2 separate regions of the Mus musculus genome follow, and region 1 is linked to region 2. Evidence: chromatin contacts called from public promoter capture Hi-C data. All regions are on one chromosome and are shown on one strand. Each heading gives the region's core, a stretch centred on a gene start, on an enhancer-like site or on the middle of the called end of the contact. The rest is flanking DNA. Distances are from core to core; before and after follow the strand shown.

Region 1 (3,320 bases), core at 230-2,729, 170 kb before region 2:
CTTCTCTGGACCTCTGTACTTTCTAAAGCACAGTAAGACAATTACCACTGTTAGACTAGTCCTCCCCTCTCCTTCCGTCACCCATGGACGATGGTGAGACAGTTCACAATTGGGTAGACTTGGAGAAATAGCCAATAGCATGCATGGGTGGCATGTGCCCACAGCTAGAACATAAGCTTCCTCAGGCTCCCTCTGTGCCCACGTCTCTCATGATAGTCAACTTCTAGCCACTCTGACTCAGGGACATTGCCCTGACTTGAAACACTTCCCTCTGAGGGTCTTAAAAGCTCACTCTGAAAGTCTAGCTAGACTTGAAAGTAAAGCTTATTTCTAGAACGATCTATTTCAAAGGTTTATTTCTTGACACTTGAGATTGCCATGCCATTTCAGCTGTCCCACTAGTACCAGTGATTAGTCATTCATTCATTCATTTTCCTTCAATGAAGGTCTATTGAAACTTCTCTTTCAGGGACCAAGTACTGACAAGTACTGTGAACAAGGAACTTAATTGACAAATGGTCCAGCTATTGTGCTCCATGATCCATTACTGCCTCTGTACTAGGGTCATGCTTCCTGTGGGCAGCTCCTGGCCACTGAGTGTGACTAGGATGCAAAGGCAGCCTTTTCCTTGGGAACATGCTCCTCTGGTGGCCACCTATGAAATAAGGTATCTCAGCAACCATTTGACCCACTTTCTATTGCTGCATGTTCTAGGATGCTTCTGCCCAGTCGTTTCCCATGTTCCCCTTCCCTTGGAGCCAGCCTGCTCTGTTCTCCTGTGTGCTACAGGCCTGGATGACATCGCTCAGGGATGCTGAAAGAATTAGCTGACAAAGAAAGATGAAGATGAAGGAAGGGGCAGGGACTCAGGGCAGACCAGCACATTCCCCTCCTCCTCAGGAGGAAGAAATGTCAAACCTTCAATGCCCTTCCTTTAAAAATTCCAGACCATTTTTGATAGAAAGCAGAGTGTTTCAGGAATAAGGAATTGTTAGTAGAATCATTTATTTTATTTTATTTTATTTTATTTTACCTACAAGATTTTGTTTTCCTCCCCCTAATAAATTTTTACCCTTATGGTGGCAATAAGAAGGCAGAAGAAGATTCTACTGTCTCATGTTGGTAGGGCCAACTCCTGACTAGAAGCCTAGGTAGACTCCAGGCTGGACCAGCCCAATAATCTGGCATGCTTGTATGGAAACCAACACTGGGTTCTCTGTAACTGATGGCAGTGAGCTTCTAGATCCTTCTAACCAGTAGTCTAGATTCAGGTCCCTCGTGGCTGCCCAGGGAGAACATCCCAGCTCTGGCTGCCACTTGGCAAGCAGAGCTCTCACTGCACACACATAAATTGCTTTTCTGGTTTTATTTTTTAAAAACAAATAAAAGAATAACATTGACACCCAGGGAGGCCATTAGAGAGAACAGGAGTAACAAGGAAGCAATGAGGAACCTGTGGGTGTTTGGTGAAGGTAAATGAGGTTGGGTTGGGCTGTTCGGTGGGTGTGGCTGCTCTGTCAGGATTTCCACAGTGTCTTTCAGATCCATTCTTTATCTGTGTGGTTCCTGGAGGTTATGTAGGCGTGCCAGAGCACTACAGTTACAGCGAGAGGAACAAACGACCCTACAGGGGAGTATTTGAGGAAGTATTTTTGACCACTAAAAGGAAGTAGATCTTTACACAGCCTGGAGTCTTTGAATGGAACCCACCACCCCCAAAGAGTCTGAGGTAAAAATTAACAAGGGCCCTAGGAGTCACTGATATTAGCTGTACTGGTCATTAGGATTATGAAGAACAAGTCACCGTGTTCCTACCGGAAAGTTCTCCGTAGCTCTCTAATAGAAGTCATCAAAGCCACATTGCATTCCTTAGGGTGCTGGGAACATAGAGTCTCCTTTCTCTGCAGGATGGTGGTATCTTGTTGTGTTTCCCACCCTTCCTTCATTGGTATATTGCCACTTTCTCGTCAAACCCAGTTCAAATAGACCCTCCTCTCAGAGCAAGGCTGATTGCTGCTTCCTCTTTACAAAGCACATCCCATGTCTACTTCTCTACAAGTACATATGTACTTGTGTACACAACTAATATACAAACTTCTCTAGGACAGAGACCATATCAGATTCATGTGCCCATCTTCACTGGTTGGTATGGTCACTGGTTCCTGGAGCTAGCCCATGGTCCCTGAGTGGAATGTTGAATGAGTAGGGAGGTATTGAGCTTCATCGGCCAACACCTCACTGCTTATGACTCAAACAGTGTCCTTCAGGGGCTTCCCAGAGCTTTGTGCCTGTATCATGTGAGCAATCCTCTTCTTCTGGACAGACATCTGCTTAGCTAGGCTAATATACATGCTTGTCTCCAGAACAGTCATCAGGCTGTCTGAAGTCACGTAGCCAAGAGGCTTGTTAAGATTTTAGTGTCTCTAACTGTGTCTCAGAGGCAAGTGAGTCAGGTCCCAAGAAGTCTGGACTAGAAGTCTTGCCAGTGCACATTCCAGAGCCTAGGAGATTCTAGAAAAACAGACATATCACCTTTCAGGCTGAAATCACTGGGCACTGCATTTGAAAGCTGGGTTTCCTACCAGTCCTTAGGTTGTGAATGACACACAGTTTATTGGAACCATTATGAGGTCACTAAGCAAGCTGAGGTCTGAAAATTTTAAGACAGGTTGAACCAGAGATAAATCAAATACTACATGTGCATGTTAAAGAAGAAAAAGATATGAAAAGGAAAAGAACAGAAATCAAAACCAAAAACATCAAGAAGCCCAAACTAAACAAAACAGCAAGCAAATACTCAACCATCAGGAAGCAGAGACTGGAGGATTAGAGGTTCAAGGTCAACTTCAGAGTAATAATGTGTTCAAGGCCAACCTGAGATAATAAGACCCTGTCTCAAAAAATAATAAAGCAAAATCTTGGAAGACATGAACCTTGTATGCAAATCCCAGTTTTAATCCATTTAAACAATCATTTGACCTGACCTTCTGGAACATGTCAATGATCAATTTTAAACACAGACATACTTGATTAACTTAGCAGCAAATGTAATTTGAAGAACTACATATAGATTCTGGTTCATTCCTCTGAGAGCTATGAAGCTGCCCACGTGTTCAAGGTCCTCTGCTGGGCCCTTCAACAGGATACATACTGGGGCTACCTCTCCACTCTGGGGCATGTAGTCTGGAAAGATCAGGTCACTGTGGCCATCGAAATGACTCATGAGGGTTTTGCTTTGGGACATCCAGGAGGTTGTGCTAATGTACAGTCAGCGCTCGAGGAAGATCTCTCGGAGGAAGTTGTTTATAAGCCAATGGCAG
Region 2 (3,478 bases), core at 257-2,756:
TGTGTGTGTGTGTGTGTGTGTGTGTGTGTGTGTGTGTGTGTGTGTGTGTGTAACCTCCTGAAGAAGATTCTAATGCACTCATCCAGCTAAATGTTGGCTTTTAAACGTGTAAATATTCATACACTCTACACTCGCTTCAAGGAAAACTTACTCTGAGCGAGTTGTACGGAGCATTTAAAGGCAGAGCTGTTCTGTCTAAAGGCAGAGCTCTTCTGTCTAAAGCATAGGCTAGAGCCCTCCACCCCTCTAACCTTGAGACTCAGTTCGGAAACCTGGAGAAAATATTCCAAAGTCTGATCCATCTCATTATTGCATAGGGACGCATACCTGCCCCTTTTGTGTGTTTTCAGTTCTAACTGATAGGCATATGGTGACCCATTCTGCCTAATGCACTAGATAAAACAACATTACAGAATGCCCAGAGAGGCCTTTATTAGACACCAAAGAGAAGATTGCTGAGAGGACAGCTCAGATCTTCGACTTATTAGCTGTAAACACAATCAGGAGTGGAGAGGGATTGGAGATAGAATGGTGGGTTAACCACCCAGCTGGTGGTAGATAGCTTCTACAAATGGAATGCTTTGAGAATACAGATGAGATAGGTCTAGAAATCCTCTGAAGCCCTCTGCACTGGTGGGGATTGTTACACAGGGAATATTTTTACTGCCGCTTTTCAAATGTTTTTCCCTTTAGTTAATCCATGACACCCTCTGAGGGCTCTGCCTGGGAGGAAGAGGGGCCACTCCAGTGCCCCTGCTTTGTCTTCCTAACCCCATAGCTTCAAACTGAACCTTTAGAAAGTGTTGTGCTGCCCAAGGTGGGTGCACAGCCCTTTTGCAAACTGGCCTGAAGTAAATCATCCATGAGACTCAGTATCTCCATCTCTGCCTAACTGTCTGCGTGGATACCTTGCGACATTTTTATTTCCAACACCCCCGCATTAAATAAATAAATAAATAAATAAATAAATAAATAAATCAATCCTTTCCACTTATCACTCTTTCTGTCTCAAAACTTGGTGGAAAAAAAAAAATTCATCATTTCAATTGTTCAAGGAAAGCTTGTAGAAATACACAAATCCTGTGGGGGAATCAGCAGTCAAGACCAGTTGGGAAAGCAATTAAAGTATTTAGAGACACGTCCAAGTGATGTTTCTCTAAATAACATAAAAAGTAAGAGGGAAAAGCATAGAGGTGCTCAAGGCTAGGGGACCAGAAGAGGCCTCCTCCGCTGTGGCCCTCTCTGCCCAACCTCTGTCCCTTCCTCAGCACACTTCTGTGTCTGCCCACCCCTTCCCACTGTCCACCTCATTCCATTCCGTCTGGTCTCCACACCAGCGTTTCCCTCGGTGGCCCACGCTCCCGGTTCCCGCCGTCCCCGCTCTTCCTGGCAAATGGGGGATCCTGGCCAAGGGGGCCGCCCTGACTCGGTCCTCCCCCGCACCCTCCCCCCCCCCGCCCCCCGGGCGGCTGGACCATAAAGCGCGGGCTGCGGCCGCGGAGCCCAGCAGCCAGCGCCCCTCCGACGGCTGCGCACTGCCCTGCCCGCCACCTGCGCGCTCACTGCCCGAGGCCAGCAAACAGCGCCCTACGCCGGCAAAGCCACGCCACATTGTCGCCTGCACAGCCCTCAGGGAGCAGAAGAGTCACCATGCCGGCCCCACGCGCGGCCGCGGCCGCCTTCCTCCTGCTGCACCTGGTCCTGCAGCCGTGGCAGCGGACGAGCGCCCAGGCCACACCCCAGGGTAAGTGGCTTCCTTTGGTCCCCTTTGCATCCAGCTAACTGTTGCTGTCCTGAGATCACCTAGAGGGGCCAGTTTTGCACTGCTCTGCCTGGGCTCCTGAGGCCTTGCCATGCACCTCTCTGTTCCTCCGGGACCAGAATGGAAGTACATCGTTATTGAAAGTGATGAGGAAAGTCTAGAATTTTCTCCAATTCCTTTACCCAACCACAGGACCAATTCCTTAAACTATAGTTTGGAGGGGGGTGCAAACTAGTTTTCATCATTCACTGTAGAATGTGCCACAGGGTCATTGGTCCTCTGGCAGGGGTTGAAATCCTGGTTGTCTGAAGACCAGTGTCTGTTCCCTCCAGTCCCTTCTCTCAGGGAAGCCCTGGCACCAAGTGGCACCACCCGTGAGCAATGCTGCTTTGCTCCACCCGCCTTCCGTGCTTCTTACAATCAAAGGTTAGCTCCCCCCCTCCCCCGGACTCAGTGTGGTTACTTGAGACTCTTTAGAAATCGATCTTTTTCTGTGAAGAGGCAAAAAAAAAAAAAAAAAAAAAAAATTCAATATTTGACAGGGAGTTGAAATAATTTTCAGGTAGAAAGCACTTACGGCTAAGCAAAATTTCGTATAAAGACCACAAGGAAGCAATTACTACAGCCAGGAAGGATCTCGGGGCTCGGGCAGGCTGTGCACATTGGCCTTCCTCGTGACACTGGGCACCTGGATTGGTTTACTATGGACGAGAATGAGGAAAGCCAGAAGCAGCACAGGAGGAGAAAAAGGTTTCCTTCCCGAGGCTGAGCAAAGCACGCTGAGCAGGCAGTCTGTGTTCCCTTCATGCCACCACAGTGGCCACCCACTGCACCCAACAGTCCAGAGGTTATTTTCTGTTATATAATATCTTCTGTTATATAAATTCTTGACATTGGAGCACACAACTTAGTGGTGTAGGTTAGGTTTGGATTCTACTTCTTTAGACCAGACAGTGAAGACTTGCATTCAAGTGATATAACCTAACTTATCCTGTTAACTTAGTTTCTGCAGACAATCTGATTAAGTCAGGTGTCTGGCAGATTCTTTTATAGAATTATCAAGTCGGCAATCAGCAGCTCAACTGATTTAATTCACTTATCTCCTTCTCCCTCTGGGCCAGGCTGCTAGCCCTGAATGAGCAGGTATTCAATCCCCGTGCTCATCGGTAGCAGTAATTTCACCTCTAACACTAGAGGCTCATTGCTCAGATCCTGGTACTTCTACTGAACTGTAATAGCGTTAGGTAGCATCTTATTTCCTCCTCAAAACACTCTCTAAAGTCATTGCTCACTTACCCAAGCTCAGACTCAAGAGCAGCAAATGAATCAAACGGGGAGCCAGGCAGACTGAAGCTCTCATGGAGAGCCAGCAAGATCACAGGCCGGATCGAAGTTGGAGCCGGCATGAAGCATCAGGAGTCAGTTCAGAAGACAGTTCTCAGACTCTGAATTTATGTCTGTCTCCTGGAGGTGCCTTATCTAGAACGGAGTTTTCAAGCACAACACTTTATCCAACCTTATCCCCCATTGGTGGGAATGATACATTTTCAATTCTTTAGAAATTATAAACCCGTTTTTGTAGCTTGAGGATGTGGGGCACTAGAAGGATAGGTGAGATGTTTTGCTTTTCAACTCAGCTAGTATTAAAGTCGCTATTATGTGAGGGCTTCTAGGGGGAAAGAAACAGCAGAGAAATAAATTATCTGTTTAAAAAAG

Evidence for each region. Promoter capture Hi-C pulls out the DNA fragments that hold promoters and counts their contacts.
Region 1: a promoter capture Hi-C map of pre-B cells shows a contact between it and region 2, with 2.1 times the contacts expected there. The contact joins the enhancer-like site here to the promoter of Thbs4 in region 2. A contact is called at or near these places in 7 of 39 promoter capture datasets (3T3-L1-derived adipocytes, hippocampal neurons, liver and 3 more), 2 of 484 Hi-C or Micro-C datasets (cerebral cortex and nephron progenitors) and 1 of 9 other capture datasets (embryonic stem cells).

The regions. Positions count from the first base shown.
Region 1 is chr13:92,962,675-92,965,994 of GRCm38.p6, reverse strand. No RefSeq gene overlaps it. Among named protein-coding and RNA genes, the nearest start is that of Gm41019, 41 kb to the left of the region's middle. Within about 2 kb of position 1,479, at least 41 of the 459 cell types and tissues checked have an H3K27ac peak or open chromatin away from gene starts, as enhancers often do. A contact at or near this core is called in pre-B cells, where this site is marked.
Region 2 is chr13:92,792,846-92,796,323 of GRCm38.p6, reverse strand. Thbs4 (thrombospondin 4) reads left to right here and starts at 1,506. Exons shown (of 22, transcript NM_011582.3): 1 at 1,506-1,744. The coding sequence starts at 1,651.